Linked DNA regions of Mus musculus: all the other regions are linked to region 1. A link is a contact called in public ChIA-PET, Hi-C, HiChIP or PLAC-seq and Micro-C data. All regions are on one chromosome and are shown on one strand. Each heading gives the region's core, a stretch centred on a gene start, on an enhancer-like site or on the middle of the called end of the contact. The rest is flanking DNA. Distances are from core to core; before and after follow the strand shown. Region 1 holds the start of Fam214a (family with sequence similarity 214, member A). Region 2 holds the start of 4933433G15Rik (RIKEN cDNA 4933433G15 gene). Region 3 holds the start of Myo5c (myosin VC). Region 4 overlaps Myo5c (myosin VC). Region 5 holds the start of Leo1 (Leo1, Paf1/RNA polymerase II complex component). Region 6 overlaps Myo5c (myosin VC).

What was found. Hi-C and Micro-C count contacts between places; a contact is called where the count stands out from the background. ChIA-PET counts read pairs in DNA pulled down with a chosen protein or histone mark. HiChIP or PLAC-seq counts read pairs in DNA pulled down with a chosen protein or histone mark.
Region 2: a contact with region 1 is called in a Micro-C map of embryonic stem cells, with 5 times the contacts expected there. The contact joins the promoter of 4933433G15Rik here to the promoter of Fam214a in region 1. A contact is called at or near these places in 5 of 39 promoter capture datasets (the C10 cell line, the HPC-7 cell line, cranial neural crest and 1 more), 4 of 484 Hi-C or Micro-C datasets (CD4 T cells, CD8 T cells and embryonic stem cells), 4 of 115 datasets of contacts at active chromatin or transcription factors (bone marrow-derived dendritic cells, bone marrow-derived macrophages, memory CD8 T cells and 1 more) and 2 of 9 other capture datasets (adipose tissue and liver).
Region 3: a contact with region 1 is called in a Micro-C map of embryonic stem cells, with 3 times the contacts expected there. The contact joins the promoter of Myo5c here to the promoter of Fam214a in region 1. A contact is called at or near these places in 2 of 39 promoter capture datasets (the HPC-7 cell line and pre-B cells), 4 of 484 Hi-C or Micro-C datasets (embryonic stem cells and nephron progenitors) and 4 of 115 datasets of contacts at active chromatin or transcription factors (all in embryonic stem cells).
Region 4: a contact with region 1 is called in an H3K4me3 HiChIP or PLAC-seq map of the 230-238 cell line, with 4 times the contacts expected there. The contact joins the enhancer-like site here to the promoter of Fam214a in region 1. A contact is called at or near these places in 5 of 39 promoter capture datasets (the C10 cell line, the HPC-7 cell line, embryonic stem cells and 2 more), 1 of 15 datasets of contacts at CTCF or cohesin (large pre-B cells), 7 of 115 datasets of contacts at active chromatin or transcription factors (the 230-238 cell line, the NIH/3T3 cell line, bone marrow-derived dendritic cells and 3 more) and 1 of 9 other capture datasets (liver).
Region 5: an RNA polymerase II ChIA-PET map of memory CD8 T cells shows a contact between it and region 1, with 48 read pairs. The contact joins the promoter of Leo1 here to the promoter of Fam214a in region 1. A contact is called at or near these places in 4 of 39 promoter capture datasets (the C10 cell line, the HPC-7 cell line, embryonic stem cells and 1 more), 9 of 484 Hi-C or Micro-C datasets (B cells, CD4 T cells, CD8 T cells and 4 more), 8 of 115 datasets of contacts at active chromatin or transcription factors (the 230-238 cell line, astrocytes, epiblast stem cells and 5 more) and 1 of 9 other capture datasets (liver).
Region 6: a Hi-C map of pro-B cells shows a contact between it and region 1, with 2.6 times the contacts expected there. The contact joins the enhancer-like site here to the promoter of Fam214a in region 1. A contact is called at or near these places in 7 of 39 promoter capture datasets (the C10 cell line, the HPC-7 cell line, embryonic stem cells and 2 more), 3 of 484 Hi-C or Micro-C datasets (CD4 T cells, embryonic stem cells and pro-B cells), 7 of 115 datasets of contacts at active chromatin or transcription factors (bone marrow-derived dendritic cells, embryonic stem cells, epiblast stem cells and 3 more) and 2 of 9 other capture datasets (liver and pancreatic islet).

Annotation. Positions count from the first base shown.
Region 1 is chr9:74,951,605-74,954,304 of GRCm38.p6, reverse strand. It overlaps Fam214a (family with sequence similarity 214, member A), which reads right to left and starts at 1,252. Exons shown (of 13, transcript NM_001113283.1): 1 at 1,027-1,252; 2 at 475-591. The coding sequence starts at 490.
Region 2 is chr9:75,408,886-75,411,585 of GRCm38.p6, reverse strand. It overlaps 4933433G15Rik (RIKEN cDNA 4933433G15 gene), which reads right to left and starts at 1,402. Exons shown (of 4, transcript NR_040719.1): 1 at 820-1,402. Mapk6 (mitogen-activated protein kinase 6) reads left to right here and starts at 1,570. Exons shown (of 6, transcript NM_015806.5): 1 at 1,570-1,723.
Region 3 is chr9:75,230,699-75,233,398 of GRCm38.p6, reverse strand. Myo5c (myosin VC) reads right to left here and starts at 1,385. Exons shown (of 41, transcript NM_001081322.1): 1 at 1,224-1,385. The coding sequence starts at 1,250.
Region 4 is chr9:75,281,437-75,284,136 of GRCm38.p6, reverse strand. Myo5c (myosin VC) reads right to left here. Exons shown (of 41, transcript NM_001081322.1): 25 at 2,121-2,301; 26 at 151-244. Among named protein-coding and RNA genes, the nearest start is that of Gnb5, 24 kb to the left of the region's middle. Within about 2 kb of position 1,311, at least 16 of the 459 cell types and tissues checked have an H3K27ac peak or open chromatin away from gene starts, as enhancers often do. A contact at or near this core is called in the 230-238 cell line, where this site is marked.
Region 5 is chr9:75,440,095-75,442,794 of GRCm38.p6, reverse strand. Leo1 (Leo1, Paf1/RNA polymerase II complex component) reads right to left here and starts at 1,271. Exons shown (of 12, transcript NM_001039522.1): 1 at 1,160-1,271. The coding sequence starts at 1,217.
Region 6 is chr9:75,257,660-75,260,359 of GRCm38.p6, reverse strand. Myo5c (myosin VC) reads right to left here. Exons shown (of 41, transcript NM_001081322.1): 10 at 2,136-2,401. Among named protein-coding and RNA genes, the nearest start is that of Gm33750, 22 kb to the right of the region's middle. Within about 2 kb of position 1,374, at least 15 of the 459 cell types and tissues checked have an H3K27ac peak or open chromatin away from gene starts, as enhancers often do. A contact at or near this core is called in pro-B cells, where this site is marked.

The DNA.
Region 1 (2,700 bases), core at 3-2,502:
GCCTAGACAACTTGACAAAACCCTATCTATAAAACAAACAACAAACAAACAAAACACACCAAAAAAACCCCAAACAAACAGCGAATGAAATGCAAATGGCTACAAATATTACTTTTTATCAAGTTCAAACTCAAGTTTCAAAAGTTGACAAACTTTTCTGAAGTTGGATTGACTTCACCTAAAAAAATTGAAGAACTGCAACTAAAAAGGATACTAAGCCTGTGGCCACTAACAAACACTTCCTTTGACCCCTTCATCCTGCTAAACACTCTCTAAGAACAGGTCCTTCCCATCTGACTTTAACCACCTACTCCATAAGTCCATCTTTTTTTTCCCCTCAGCGTCTGGTATCTTCAGAGAGACAGTTCGTCACGTCTGACACAGGAATGGTTGATCCTGCGGAAAATTAGGTTAACACCGAAGGAGACAGAGAAACAAAACACAACTCAAGCTCTACTTAAATAAATCATTTACCTCGGTCTGGCTTCATTTTGGCATCCAATTTCCACCCAAAGTGCTGTAAAACACAGGTGTGGGTTCTTCCAACCGGCACACGGCTGACTCAACGGCTTCTGCTTCGTTTTCCAAACGCTAAGAGAGCAAAATAAACATAAAAAAAAAAAAATAAGAAAGAAAAAGAAAGACGGGTCTTAATTCCCCCGGATCTTGCAAGAAAACTACTAAGTTGGGCCTCTTCCTGGTGCAGACCTGCGGTGACAGAACCCTGGGCAGGTCTGAAGGAAAGGCGAAAAAAAGCAGCTCAAGTCTGCGCACCGCCTCCCCCGGCGTCCTCGGGCCTAGCACCCCTGTTCCCCGCCCCTGGGCTCTCCAGGCCAAGGTGTCCTCCTCTGACACAGCGTCTCGGAAGCACCAGCAGGATCTATTTATGCCCTGGAGGTACAGGCACAGAGGAGGAAGAGTCGGGCCACAGGAGCTAAGGCAGCCCTCGGTCCAGTAGCCTCTGGGCACCGAGGCACCCCCGCAGGGGCTCGGGCGCAGCAGCCCCCGCAGCCCCCCGGGCCTCACCTGCGGGGGATCCCCTCTGGCTAGCCCCTCCGAGGCTTCAGTAGCCGGGTTCCAGCCGGAGCCGGTCAGCAGCAGAGTCTGGGCATGTCCTCAGCCGCGCCGACCCACGCGTGGCTCAACCCACCCGGGAACGGCTCCCATGGCCCGCCCGCTCGCCGCCCTCCGGGACCCCTCGCTCCTCCTCCCGGCACTGCTCTCTGCGGCCGCCCGGCCGCTCACATCACACTCCGTGCTCCGAGCCACGCCTCCCCGAGCGCAGCGCGCATCTACCCCGCGGCCGCCGAGACGCCGAGACGCCGAGACGCTGCGCCCGCGCATCCACCGTCCCCGCTGCCTGCCCGCCTCGCTCGCTCGCTCTTTACTCTTTCTCTCACTGTTTGCCCTGTCAAAACACTACCCTGGTCACGTGTCCCAACAACAGCCAACCCACTCTCGTCACTTCCTCCGCTGAGGCTGCGCGCGCCGGTTGTTATGGCAACGCCGCCGCGCGTCCTGGAGTTGGAGATTGGGGACCGGTCTTCCCGGATAAGGGTCTCAGAGGACCCAGGGACCCGCAGGGACTGCCTGCACCGCGCGCCTAAGCAGCCAAGGAACTGCGCTCCGGGTGCATTGGGGTCACCTGGGAGATGTCAACCTAGGGCTTACCCCAGACGGGAAGATAATTATAGTTTCTACTCCTCCACAGGGATGCTGGCCTGGCGCAAAAGAACTGGGAATCCAGCCTTAAATGCATGCAATTTCCCAATGGAATCCGTGTTTGATGTGGCCAGGACAGGAAGGTGGGGAGCCATACCTTCCAGAGAAGGGTACTTGGAAACCAAGGAAGGCCTGTTCCCACTGCACCCCTAGATTTTCTGCATCTCTAGGACTTAAGAACCCAAGCTTCAGAAGCACTGGATGAGCTAAAAATAGCTTGTAACTTCTAGAGCACTGACTCACCGCCAAGCGGACACTTCTGACACCATGTTATTGTTGGGGAGCTGTAATTTTCTTGTTGTGCTATAACAATGTGACACGATGACACGGCGTGTTCTGATGTTGTGTCATCATTTAAACACAAACAGATGTCAAGAATTGCTGTAGCTAAAAAAAGCAACAAGGGTTGCAGCTATTAGCCACTCAGTTTATAGGCAAACCCAAATGAAGAAGTACAAAATTGCAAGGGTCTAGTTTCATTGGGAAAAAAACATGCTTTTTTAAGAACCTTTTTTTTTTCTTTTTGCATATGAGAATCACAACAGGAAGGACTAAGATCATCTGTGGTCGACTCTCTCTATAGTTTTCCGTTTCTACATTTTTAGAGGGTTATTTTTTTAACCCACAGTTTTTGTAAAGCACAAGATTGGCAATTTTATTTATTGTTGTTGATGATGATGATGATAATGTAAAGATTTTATTTTTCATGTATGTGTGAGGCTTGGACTACTGATCAGTGGTAAAGTGCTTGCCTAGCATGCACAAGACCCTAAAAATAAAATAACGGTACTTATATGTATGGGTAGTTGTGTGTTTATCTGTGTACTACATGCATGCAGTTCATCTAAAAGCCAGAAGAGGGCGTCGGATCTCCTGGCACTAGAGTTGTAAGCTGGGGACAGAATACAGGTCCTCTACAAACTCTTTTCACTGCAGAGCCATCTCTCCAGCCATGGTCATTGTCATTATCATTATCAT
Region 2 (2,700 bases), core at 153-2,652, 460 kb before region 1:
GACTTCTTTCAAAACTCTTCCCTTTCCCATCCTAAACTGTCACACCACTCAGTCCCAGTCAAGACCCCTTGATGAAAGGCCTATCATAAACCAAATCTCCAAAATTTTGTACCTAGCTCACCCTGACCTCTCTTTTAAGATTCCACAAACACTTAACATCGTGGACTCCTTTGACTCCTATAAAGCAATATGGCTGGCTTTAATGGAAGTCAGCAGAGATGCATTATAAACTTTCTGAGAGAAAGCATACGGCTTGCTATTTATGCTCACCACCACCACCACCCCGGGGGGTCCAGCCATTAGAGGAAGATGGAGGTCCCAGAGTCCATCAGGAGGAACTAGAGGGAGGACAGAGTGGGTCGGTGGAGCAGAACTTCACAGTGCCGGCTGCACTCAACAGCTGTAAATCTCGCTTTCTGTAGGCATTACTGCTCTTCTCCTGGTATTCAGATGGTATTGCTTTAAATATAATAGAGCTGGGCTCAGCTGCCTAAGCCTATAATCCAAGCTCTGGGGAAGCTAAGGCAGGGAGATTAGGTGTGCTAGGGCAGGCTGAGTTATAGAGAGATGCTGTCTCACAAAGCATATATTTTAATGTATCTCTGTATTAGGAAACATTGAAGCTCCTCTCAAGCTCTTAACTTCAAGTGACTGTGTCATCTCTGAAAGGGGTTTGCTGCTTACAGTGGATCATGGACTGCAGTGGCCATATTTTCTTTAGGATGGTCAATTACCACTGATAGAAAGGGCTAACCGAACCTCTCATTTTTCTTTTTTGTGAGGCGGGGTCTCAGTAGTCTGGGCTGGCTTTGAACTCACTATGCAGCCAAGGATTAACTGTATCTTCTAATCCTTCTGGTCTCCAAGACAGGGATCACAGGGGTACAACAACAAGCTCTCCCAGCCTTTTGAGACAGGGTCTATTATATAGCATAGGCTGTCCTGGCACTACATAGACTAGTTAACTCATGTGCCACTACTCCCAGGCAAACCCTGTGCTTTTTATATCTAAGTTCCTAAATACTTAAATTTCATCTAAGCACTGGAAGGGCAGCTATCTACCTTTCTCAGCACGCCTATGTCAAACTCTGGCTGGTCTCAGCGATCTCAACAAGCCAGCCACCCTGCTGACTGAGCTTTTGCTCAGTTTTCCCAGGACCCCTCACTCATTCACCTCCCTGGTTACCGCGGATGCTTCTAGAAGCAGCCAACGGACCCCGGGGACCGATCCCAGGGGCCTTCCCAACACCACCCTGAGCTTATCTGCTCAACAATCTGGCCTAGCATATTCGCCTTCGCCCACTTCCTCCCGACAGCACGGGACCCAGCAGCCGTTCAGACGCTCGCCCTGTCGGGTCACTTGGTACGACACTCTGGGCGGTGGTTCAGCTGAGGCCGGGGTGTACCCGCCAGCAGGCCGCGTGCAGCTCCGACCGCCCCCGCGGCGCGCGCAGTCACGGGCGTTGGAAATTCCGGCGCGTGCGGCTCCCCGGCTGGCGGGGGCGGGGCCGCCGTGGAGTGAGCCTGTGACGTGAGGGGGCGTGCCTCTGCGAGGCCCCGCCTTCTCTCCGCGCCCTCTCTGGCGGGTCGGGGTTACATGGCGGCGACTGCGGCAAAGCGAGAGCCTCGGAAACGCCGCTGCCGCCAGCACAGCCGGAGACCTGAGCCGACCTTGAGGGCTGTCCGCGGGCCCTGCACTCTGTCGATGAGTCGGAGAAGTCCCGTGAGTGTGTATGTGTGTGTGGCCGGGTGCGGGCCGGCGCGGGAGGGAGCGGCAGAGGGCCCGGCGGCGGCGCCGGCTCCCGCGTCCATTGTGTGTGACCCTCCGGGCGGCCGCCGCTCAACAAAGACGCTTTTGTTCCGTGTGCCCGCTCAGCCCGGGCGGCGCGGCCGGCTGCGAGGGCCAGGTCCCCGCGTGGGGCTGGCGGCGCGGCCGGCGCGCCCCTCCCACCCGGCACGCCCCTCGCCGGGCAGCCGGCCGCAGGCATAGCTGGCGGGCCCCCGCCGCCTGCACCGGGCTGCGCTTCGCGGGTTCGAGTCCCCGCCGCCCGCGCCCGGTTCCGCGGGTTCGAGTCCCCGCCAACGCGCAGGCGAGGGCGGTGGTCCAGGAGCGCTTGAGGCGGTGGAGGCTTGCCTTCCTGGCTCGCTGCCTCCCTCAAGCTCTCCTGTCTCCTCCCCTCCCCAGCCTGCCCGGGTGACTCGGCCTCAGCTGACTCCGGCCGGGCAAAGTCTCCGGCACGTTGCGTAGCGCTCTGCTCCTGCCCCTAAGTCCGCCCAAGTTTGTGCCTGGCGGTCCACGAGGTGCCGGGGACCGGCCTGAGACAGGGCTCCTGACACCTTTCCGGACGTTAAGGTGTGATCCGGAAAAACACCCTGATGAAAACGTACGTTACCGGTTACAGGCCTCCTCACTTGGAGCTTGTTATGATCGGACTTGGGAGTTGTGAGGAGTGGAGGGCTTTCGGCCGCCTTTTGTTCCTGCCTGGCTTTGGCTCTCCGGCTCAGGTGCCTTGGGGAAGCTGCGTGCAGCAAGCTCCTTTAGATCGCTTTCGTGTTTTACCTTTCTTTGACTTGAAAGTAGGAAAGATGGAGCGCAGGGACTTGGTAAAGGGGAGTTAGGTCTCTTTACAGTATCTAAACAGTTCGTGTTCGTTGCTAAGAGTCCGGAGGCAGTATTAACTTTTTATGGATACAGATAGA
Region 3 (2,700 bases), core at 136-2,635, 280 kb before region 1:
TTGATGTGTGCTTGCAATTTATTCATTAAACAAAGTAGAAGAAAATCTTCCTCCAACCCCGACGGAAAGATAAGCGTGACAAGGATCTTTTACTATACAGAGATGGTGAAAGTGCCTTTTAAATATAAGGCAGAAAGATAGGAGGGGTGGGGTATGTCTGTAATACCATCGCTATCGTGGCTGAGGCAAGATCTCCGTGAGTCTGAAGTCAGCCTGAGCTATGGACGGAGGGCCATTCCAACCAGGGACACAAAGCAAGAACCTCTCTTAAAAACTTGGTGGAGCATGGACCTTTAGTCTCAGCACTCTGGAGGCAGAGGCAGACAAAACTGTGAGTTTGAAGTCAGCCTGATTTCCAGCCAGTAGTGATGTCCAGGCTACCTGGGGTGACACAGTGAGACAGTCTCAACAAACAAAATCCAAAACTAAACAATACCTCCCCCACCCCTTCCCCGGCCAATTAAGTTAAGATGCGCGCGCCTCTCTCTCTCTCTCTCTCTCTCTCTCTCTCTCTCTCTCTCTCTCTCTCTCTCTCTCTCTCTCTCTCTCTGTGTGTGTGTGTGTGTGTAAATGTTCTAACAGAATCCATTCTAGTCCCATCTGTCAGAATTTGAAGGGTCTAAATTCCCCTACAAGAGTGTAGCAGGATCTGTTTTATGGCTCTTTTAAAAAGCGTCATTTTCTCACATTTTTTTCCTGGGTGAGGATGAAGCTCTTCGCTTCTGGAAGTTTTCCAGAATGCATGTGCTCCCGGTCAGGCCTGTCTGAGGTGCTCTCTGAGTTAATGCACCCTTACACTGGTTAAAAAGAGCCCAACAGCACCCGGGGCCTGGGACTCTGGGCTGCTGGTTCCTGTGCTCAGACCGGGCAACTCCAGGTGGATCCCCCGAGTGTCTTCCTTCGCCTGCACAGGGAAGCGCACCAGCATTCTAGAAAACACCGCCAATCTTGCCGGAGTCCTCCAGACTCCGAGGGCCTGGAAGGTTACAACGCTGGTTAACAAAGTTTGTGGTGCCAGATCGAAGCTCCTGCCCACTGCGGGACTCAGATTCCATCAGTGGCGGGACGAAGGGTCTGGGTGATCTAGCTACCCGGCGTGGGGACAGCAGCCCTCCGTTGGGTTTGCCCACCCGCAGGGGGCCCGGGCGGAGCTGGCAGCTGCTCCCGGCCTCCGCTCATCTACCCGTCTGGGCAGGTGCACAGGTGCGTCCCCGCGCCCCTACCTGCGCGTAGAGCTCGGCCACCGCCATGGACCTCCTCTCTGCTGCTGTTGCTGCAGGGGACTGTGCGCGCCCAGGCACTCAGCGCCTGGCCATCTTGTGCAGAAGTTTTCCCGAGTGCCACGGCTCCCTTCCCCCGAGGGCTCTGGCGCCCGGACTGGGGTTGGTGGCGGGGTGAGGGTTAGCAGCGGGATTGGTGCTTGCCGGCAGCCCGCGTTGCCATTGGCCCGGTCCAGGTAACAGGTCAAAGAAACCTCCAGGGGTCCCGCCCAAGTTCCCGCTCCCTTACAGCAGCCAGCAGCAGCAAAGAAAAACCAAAGAATCAGTGAGCTAACAGAACTTCTAAATTGAGGAAGGGGTCGGATAAAAGAAAAAAGTCGTTGTCCTGCGAACATTTTATATGCCATGGAAAGTAAGATACGGATCAAAGAAAATGCACCCAGAGATTACGCTACTAAAAACCTTGTTTGACCTTTATGGCGAGCTTGCTTCTACCTCTCTTACAGGACACACCAGAGGGCTGAATAAGTACGGGCCTTTTGGACGGATGTGAATATTTAACATTCAAAAGGTGTTGATGTCACCAAAATTAATACATAGGTCCATGACACTGGGTTAAAAATCCTGGCAGCATGTTTGCGAACTGACATTATTTTTATATTTTATTTGGGTTAGAAGTACTTGAACAGCTAAGACTATTTTTCACCACAAAGAGAAAAGAGATCCTATCCTGCTGGCCTTCCTTGGGAGCTGCCCATTTTCGTTTTTCTTTTCTTTTTTTAAAAGATTTATTTATTTTACTTATATGAGTACACTATAGCTGTCTCTAGATATTCCAGAAGAGGGTATCAGATCCCATTACAGATGGTTGTGAGCCAGCATGGAGTTGCTGGGAATCGAACTCCGGACCCTTGGAAGAGAGGTCAATGCTCTTAACCACTCACTAAGCCTTCTCTCTAGCCCTGGTCCTTGTTATTTTAAAGCCAGAATCTCTCACTGGGATCTGGGGTTCACTGAGTTAGGCTGACCCAGGAGCCCCAGAACTCCTAGTGTCTCTGTCTCCTCTGGCTTTACAGCGCCCACAACACCGGCTTTTAAAATGTAGATTGGGGGGGGGGGGAGGGGTTTGAAGGCCCGCCCTCAGGCTTGCACTGCAAGTACTTCATAGACTAAGCTACTGCCCCAGCTCTGCCCTGCCACATATTCATGGGAAAAACAAACTACAGTCATTAAAACAGTGGACTAGGCATATGAGAATGGGTGCGAGGGTAATGGAGTCTAATGGAGTCTGTCCATAGAGCCCCACGCTGTGAAACAGAAAAATGGCAAAAGTGACATTGGTGACGTGACAAATGCTGAATAAAAAACAAAATGAGGATTCATGTCAGAAATGATAAATAACCAGGCCAGGTGGGCAGTGAGGGAGGTTCTAGCCCCAGGGGACTGAGGCAGGAGAACCAAGCTTGATGACAGCCCGGCT
Region 4 (2,700 bases), core at 62-2,561, 330 kb before region 1:
AGAGAGAGCAGCAGACATTGAATTTGGGCATGACTTCACCCCCATGGCATCTCTGCAGTTGTTTCTACGGCCTACCAGCTGGCCACCCTCTTAGGTATCCAACTAGCAAGCTGCCCAGACTACCCAGTAACCAGTCCATGCCCCTGGTACCTCTCATCTCCCGTTTCTGTGACTGCACGTGCTTTTCCACATCTATCTTCTGGGCTTGCAGCAGCTCTATCTCCTTCTCAAACTCAGAGATGGTCTAAATCAGAGCCGCAAACAGATCCAGTGCAGAGAAAACAGCCGTTACACTTCTCATCAGGCAAGGGCACACCCCGTCACAGAGCATATGGTGGCCTCCCGCCTCCATGCGGCTTCCTAGCAGGAATCTTATCTACTCTCACAGCCTCACATCTTGCCCTGAAGCAGCTCAACTGTGCAACTGTTTGCAGGCCTACCTGGATGCAGGAATGAGCTTCCCTGTTGTAACGGAAGGAAACAATCACAAGTTTGCCATGAGACAGGCAGAGGGCAAGACGGGTAAAACTGCAGGTCGGAAGGCGAAGGTACATTGCTAGGAGGCGTTTTGTCACAGAGGCAGGGGAGGCTAAGCAGCCTGGGAAGACCACCAGGGACAGTTTCCCATGAGCATCTCTGCTTGTTAAAGGGGCTGCATCCACCTCTGTTCACTCTGCAAGTTCATCTCGAGGAAGGTATTTTTCATATTTTGTAGCTAAGACAGATAGAGATATTCTCAGGGGTAGCAGGGGTAAAAAGCCCTCCTCAAATATTGTTATTCGGAGTATTGACAGGTTCTAGCTCCCAATTCAGAGAGGGAGGGGATCAAATACTAGTGCTCCACTTCGACACCTAGTCCTCCTAGCAGGCCTCGAAGTGAGTGGAACAAGCTGAGCCCGCATCGATTAGAAAATGAACTGAAGGTTAAATGACACATTTGGGATCATGTGTCAAGCTCACAGGACTGCCCAGGCTGAAGCCTTGGTTCTTTTCTTGGTTCTTTACATATTTCAGGTAATGTTTACACTTCCTTATTTTCTTCAGATCGCATCACAGAGAGCTTGACAATGACCTTCAAGAGCTCTGAAAACCAGACCTCTTAAAGCATCAGAGGAAGAGAGTGACATCTACTGGTGCCTCCCTCCAAGTGCAGGCTCACAGTTCCCCCGATTTAAGATCAGCCTGGAGAGATGGCCCTACAGTTAAGAGCACTGGCTGCTCTTCCAAAGGGCATGGGCTTGATTCCCAGCACCCACATGCTAGGATTACAGAAGTGCGACACTGTTTCTGACTTTGGTGCTCTGGGAGTCAAAGCTGGAGCCTCCTGTGTGCTAAAAAGGCAGTCTACTAATCAGGCTGCATCCCCAGACCTGAAGTCCTCCTGATCACCCATGTGAATTTTCATGTAACAGTGTAAATGGTGGATAGCAACAATTTCACTTCAGTACAAGAATTCATAAGTTTATAATATGATAAACAATAAGGGTTCACCTGAATTTATAACTTAAATAGGTAGTATTCTTTTAGTCAATCTATTTAAGTAACTGTATAGTTACAATCTTAGAGTGTTAGAACCTGACTTTTCAAATATGAAATACATTTTCAGACAGCCCAGAGGCTGGGACGGAGAGAACTGAGTACCCGGGTGCTGTGTGCCTTCAGTCTGTATGGATGCTCCTGTTGTCTGATCCCTTGGGAATATATAGATGTTAAAGTAAGATGGGGCTAGAAAGGAGAGCACCCTCTGTGACTCAGACTCTCACTTCCCCAAAGGTTGTTTCCAAACACCCTAGCAAGACAGAGTTACAGGGGGCACCTCCTGTATGATGGACACATCTTACTTAGCTAAAGGGCTGAACCAATACCTCCTCCCCTGCCACCCAGGAATCCAGGATAACCTGGGTACAGGCTACCCATCCTCCTCATTTTGCCTGAATCTGTAAGAAGGGGTTCCCTAGCAACGCCTCTTCTGAGCTCTCTTTAGAACCCCTCTTTGGTGTTAATAAATCTCTTAACAAAAGAACAGCCCACTGGGGTCCCTCTGTACCCAAATCTCTGCATTTCTACTGTTTCTGTGAAGATCAAGGGCATCTCTGGAGGAGCTAGAAGGCAGCACACACCTTTGCCTGCTTGCTTAGGCGGGCCACCTCCCCCTTCAGGCGGTCAGAGGTGACCTGTCCCTCCTCCAGCTGGTGATGCAGTTGCGACCTCTCGTCCTTGAGGGCTTTAATCTCTTCTCTCAGAGACTCTATCTGTTTCTCATAGGCTTGTGTTTTCAGCTCAAAACCTTTTTCAAGAACTCTAGATGGTAAAAGGAGAAAATCTAACTTAGAATTGTTCTTATAGTCTTTGAACAAGACAATATACAATATTATGAAAAAATTGAGGAGCTACCTCCACACCAAAGGAAGAGGTGTGTTAGGACCCACTGGGGCCATCGCTGTAGCCAGCTTCCTGTTCTCTTAGTCTAAAATCCATGTCTTAGATCACCCAGTGTGAGAAACTCTATGAAGATCACAGAGCACAGGACAGAGAGGCTGGACTTCAAGTCACACTAGGTGCTGGAGTGTTGCGATCTCAAAGCCATGCCTGGGGGCCATATTGTTCCCTGGGTGGGATGTATGTCCCCCAGCAAAGACCTGGCATATTCTGTCAAGTGCTGGCCCTTCTAAGTTCTCAGAAATCCACCCTCAAGGTCTG
Region 5 (2,700 bases), core at 22-2,521, 490 kb before region 1:
TGCCATGACCTTAAAAGAAGTTTTTAAAAGGGAAGAAAGGGGAGGGGAAGAAAGCGTAGAACTGCAATCATCTGTACACTCCACTTCCCTAAGCTATGGGTGGCTATGAGAAAGCACTACAGGTACATCTTACTAAACGACGCTTTCACCAGTGGATGCAAAAAAGCACTAAGCGTTAAGCACTAAGCTGGGGAGCGGGAACCTGTCTTCTCATGATTACATTCCCAACCCCTAGCAAGGTGGCCAGGAGATGATAGGGATCCTTGTTTACTGAATGAATGAAACGCTTCATGGAAAACATGGGAAGGTGTACACAGAATTGTGCCTCGAAGACACAGAGAATAAACTATGAGCAAAGCCGGGCACAGGAAGAGTTTAGTTCTCTGTACTTTTACTTAGTGCTCCCTCCACAACTGGAGTAATTACATACAAACTGGAGTTGGTGACGAATGGGGGGAGGGGCAAGGAAAATGACATGTATAGAAGTTAATTTGGGCCTGGGGGGGCTGCAAGAATTCTGAAGTTCATCTCGGATCTTTCCTCATTCTTCTATTCACATCTCAAATTCAGATATTCGTAGACCTGTGCCAGAAATGCCCCCCATGAACCATCATTCATTCATTCATCACCAAATCCTGTCACTCCTCTCCAAACACTCCACAAGTTTCCCCATTCTTACATCACAGACAAGGAAACTGGCTTTCCGCACAGGCTCTCCAAGGGCACCCATCGCCAGTGCGTAGTCCTTCTGTAGAACTCCAACCTGATCCCTCCCAGACCCTTCAGGGGCATCTACACTCTCCCATCAACTCGCCCTTTCACACGGGGCGTTACCGCGCCCGATGGGCAGTTGAACATGTCTCCACTCATTCACTGCCAGCCACCCTTTCAATTGGCCATGTATGCACGGAGGGGCGCAGGCCACACGTCCTCCCTTCTGCTCCCCCAGGAGTCCAGGCCGGTCCCTGATCCTCCAGGCACTGACTCCGCGGCGGTCTCCCCGGGAGAGGCGGGCACCGCCGGGCATGCAGGGGGCGCTGGGCAAGAGCTTGGGGACTTCGCGTTGCCCGGCGCCGCGCCTCCGGCCGAAAAGCAACCCGACGCCCCATGTGCCCATCCGCGGAGCTCGCCCGCCCGCCCGCCCGCCCGTCCGCCGCACCTTTGCGCTCGGCCTCGCTCTCAGCTTCGCTCCCGAAGAGGTCCTCCATGTCCGCCATAGCAGCTTGGTCCGCGGCCTTGGCTTGCTCGGCTCGAGCCTGCTTTACGGCCAGACCCGTCCAAACACGACGTGTCGTAAAGAGCCGCACAAAGACCTACTTTACTTTTGTGACCTAGTTTTCTCCAGCACTCGGCTGGCTCCGCCCCCACCCCCTCCACCCCCGCCCCGGTGTCTGCGCTCGCCCGCTACTCCGTTAGCCCGCTCGCACGCTGTGCGGAGCTTGGGATGCGGGTCAGACTTGTTTACGACCTGTCAGCTGCGGCCAGGTTTCTTAAAAATAGTTGAGGGTGGGTGTGGTCGCTCTGCTCTGGGGAGGCAGATCTCTGTGAATACCAGGCCAGGTTCGTCTACAAAGCGAGTTCCAGCCAGCCAGCCAGCATATGTCTACATACGTAGATCCTGTGGCAGAAGAATAAGAAATAAGTCATTGAGAGCTCTAGCCTGGAGTAGTTAGTGGTGCACGCCTGTAATCCAGCACTCTAGAAGCAAAGGGTCAGAAACCCAAATTCATCATCAACTGCATAGCAACTTCAAGAGCAGCGTGGGATCCTTGAGAACCCCCACCCTTAAAAAAAAAAAAAAAAAAAGGGCTGGTGAGATGGCTCAGTGGGTAAGAGCACCCGACTGCTCTTCCAAAGGTCTGGAGTTCAAATCCCAGCAACCACATGGTGGCTAACAACCATCTGTAATGAGATCTGACTCCCTCTTCTGGAGTGTCTGAAGACAGCTACAGTGTACTTACATACAATAAATAAATAAATCTTTAAAAAAAAAAAAAAAAAAAAAAAAAAAGACCTGGTGAGATCGCTTGTCGGTAAATGACTTGCCCTTAAAGACTAAAGATCTGTTTTCCGAAAATCCAGCACCTACTTAAACTCAGGCACGGCTTCCAACATCTGTAATCCCAGCTCTCAGGTCCAATAAAGGACCTTGTCTTAAAATACAGATGCTGGATGGTGGTGTCTAGGCCAGCCTGGTCTACATAGCGAGTTCCAGGACAGCAGGACAGCCAGGGCTATACATAGAGATTCTGTCTGGGGGAAAAAAAATAAAAAAAAGTAAGGTGCTGCCTGGTGGGGTGAAGAGCATTTCAAGAATACACTGGAAATCGGCCTTTGGCCTCTAGGCACATGGAAAGTAGCTCTGTACAGAGCTTGCCTATTATGAGTGAGGGTTCAAATTCAATCTGCACTGGGGAAAAATAAAAGATTTAGGACTAGAAATCCCAATATGGGAGGCTGAGGCAGGAAGACAACTGAGAATTTGAGGCCAGCTGGGGCCACAAAGACAGCCTGGATTACTAAGGATGAAGCTTTCAGTAGTATTAGGTTAGTTTCTGGCAGTATTTGCTCATTTCTGATCTCTTCTTTAAATTACATTTATTAAAATAAATTTATTTTTAATTTTATTTCTTTAAATGTGCATGGGTGCTTTACTTTGCATACATATCTGTGCACCACATGCATACCTGGTACCTGAAG
Region 6 (2,700 bases), core at 125-2,624, 310 kb before region 1:
GAGTATCATTTTCCAACTAGAAAATTTAATGGACTCTGAGAAGTTTTTAAAGGTGTAAACACTTTTATCATATAATAGGCTGCTTAGCTGCAAGACCCAAGTTCTTCATTACAGTGGTCTCAAACTCTGTGGATCTGAATTCCCTTTCCCATCCTAATACTCACGCACACACTCACACGAGCGCGCGCTCACACACACACACACACACACACACACACACACACACGAACACACGTACACTCATGTACACATGCGTGCACACAAGTGCACACATTATTTCTCTCACAGTAATCACCCTGACTTCTTTGCCTCCTTCACTAGTAAAATGACGTCCCAGAAGGCCTTCCATCACACAGTGCCTGGCAAGTAATTATTTGTTAGGTAAAAGTATAAACAAGTGGCTCTGTAGTTAACAGGGCGTACTGTTCATGCAGAGGGACAGAGTTCAGTTCCCAGTACCCATGTTGAGTGGCTCACAGTTGCCTGTAACTCCAGTGCCAGGAATAGGATACCCTCTGCTGGACTCTATGGGTACTACACCCACATAGGCACAAATGGACGTGTACACACATACATACACATATCTATAAAAATAAATCATTAAAAAAAAATGAAGAAATATATTCCTAAGCTAAGAAGTCCACCGTTTTTAAAGGCAAGTTCTGGAAGATACAGCAAACACTCCCCACCTCAATGTAAGATTTTTAAGCCAGGCTATTCTATTATTTTCCAATTTTATTCAATTTTTTACTGGTTACTCAAATTATTTCTTGGGATAAGATAAGGTAAATAATTTACTAGCCTAATCCAGTCCTGTATTAGTATTTTCAAACTGTTGCTAGGTTTTCTTGCGAGCCATGAGTAATCAGTTAAAATCTATATTAAACAGTCACTCCCTTCAGTATCTCCCCTCAACATCTGGAACAGGTATTGGAACAGCTGGCTCTCTACCTGGGTGAAAAGTTGATGGACTGTCCCTCCCTCCATGTGAAGGCCCAGTCCCCTCCCTCCATGTGGGGAAGAGCCCCTAACTGACGGAAAGCATCAAGTCTTTGCTGGGATAATCTTCCCAGTGTCCTGTGGAGAAGCCAGTGCAGTCCTAAGAGCCTGGCAGGAACAGGGACAGGAGAGGGGGGTTTCTGACAACTAGAAAGCCACCTGGTATCACCTCCATGCCAGCTTCCACCCTGCCTTCAGCAAGCACCTTCAACAGGAGCTGGACCCCGGATCAGAAAAGCAGGACAGGGCAGAGAGAAAGATGAAACCAAACTCCAAAGTGGCCCAAGCTTTGCGCTGTTTGAAGAAGGGGTGGGACAATTAAAGAAGGGGTGGGGCGACCCAAGCCCTTATCTCTCAGGAAAGGACAGGAACACAGGTGTGTGAGGGCAGGAGACAGCAGGCCAGGCAGACTGGGAGGACGCCAAGCAGCCATAACTGGCACTGCCCCTGGGGAACAGGAGGGTATGACAGGGCTCAGTACCTCAGGGACCTGTAGGGGACTGACATGGCTCACATCCCCCTGCCAAGGGACCTGCTGTGAACAGCTTAATTCTTCCAAGCTTTGGTTGTTACCTAACATGGGGGTGCTTCCAGGTGGCTTGAAGACCAAGAAGCCACTTACCACAGGACCTGTCTGTCACACAATGGAGTTTGGCAGCCATTATTAGTTAGCATTTATTGTATACGTGTGCTGCTGTATGTGGCCATACACGTACGCACATGGAAGGCAGGGGTCGATGTTGGGTATCTCTCACTATTATTCTCAGCCTAACGCTTTGAGACAGGGTCTTTAGTTGAACTTAGAGCCCATCAGGTCAGCTATGCTGGCCATCCTCTGCCTCCCCTGTGCCCTGCCTGGCTTTTTACATGAATGACGGGATCCAAACTTAAATGTTTATATAGCAGGCATTTTGCTGGCTAAGAAATCTCCCTAGTCCCAGTTTGTCATTTATTCAACGCACACTCTACAGAAAGGACACCATGACCCAGGAGCTATATTTAACATCTCTCCATTCAGCAAAGAAAAATAAAATCATCTTCAAAACAAGCAAGACAAGTGGAAGGGTGCAACTTAAAAACAACAGGGCGTTTGACATTTAAACGAGGAAAGGCAGGCAGGCAGAAGAGAATCTTACCCATAAATGTCCAAAACACCAATAAAAGTGTGCTGCTTGCCTGAGAAGTGCAACGCCTGGTTGATTTGCTCGACAATGAAGTCGAACAGGTGAGCGTAGATCTTTTTGGCCAGCGCATCCCTGGCGTTGATGGCCTGAGGCCTGGTCATGGGCTTTACCACAGTTTCCGAGGAGGTCACAATTTTTCTGTTGCACAGCCACTGAGCCACTTTGCTGGTCTCCAGGCCCAAGAGCTCACAGAACACCTTCAGGTGACTGTCATCCTCCTTCAAGAAACAAACACAAGCCCCATCAGGCATCCAAAGTTAATACCGCCCCATCTGGCCAAGTCTGTCCAAGACTGTGTGAGATATTCAGGCCTTGTGATTGGAACTAAGGCTGGAGTAGAGCAGGAGGCTGTGGTGACACCCTCCCTGCTGCAGTGATGCCTAGAGGCCTGGCTGTGTCTTTTTGAGTCTCTTCACTCTGGCTGTAGAAGCCAGCAGGCCTGCTCCAATCCATCCATACAACCGCACCCCCTCCTCCACACTTCTTTGACTTCTCCAGCCATATGCTGTCAGCATAT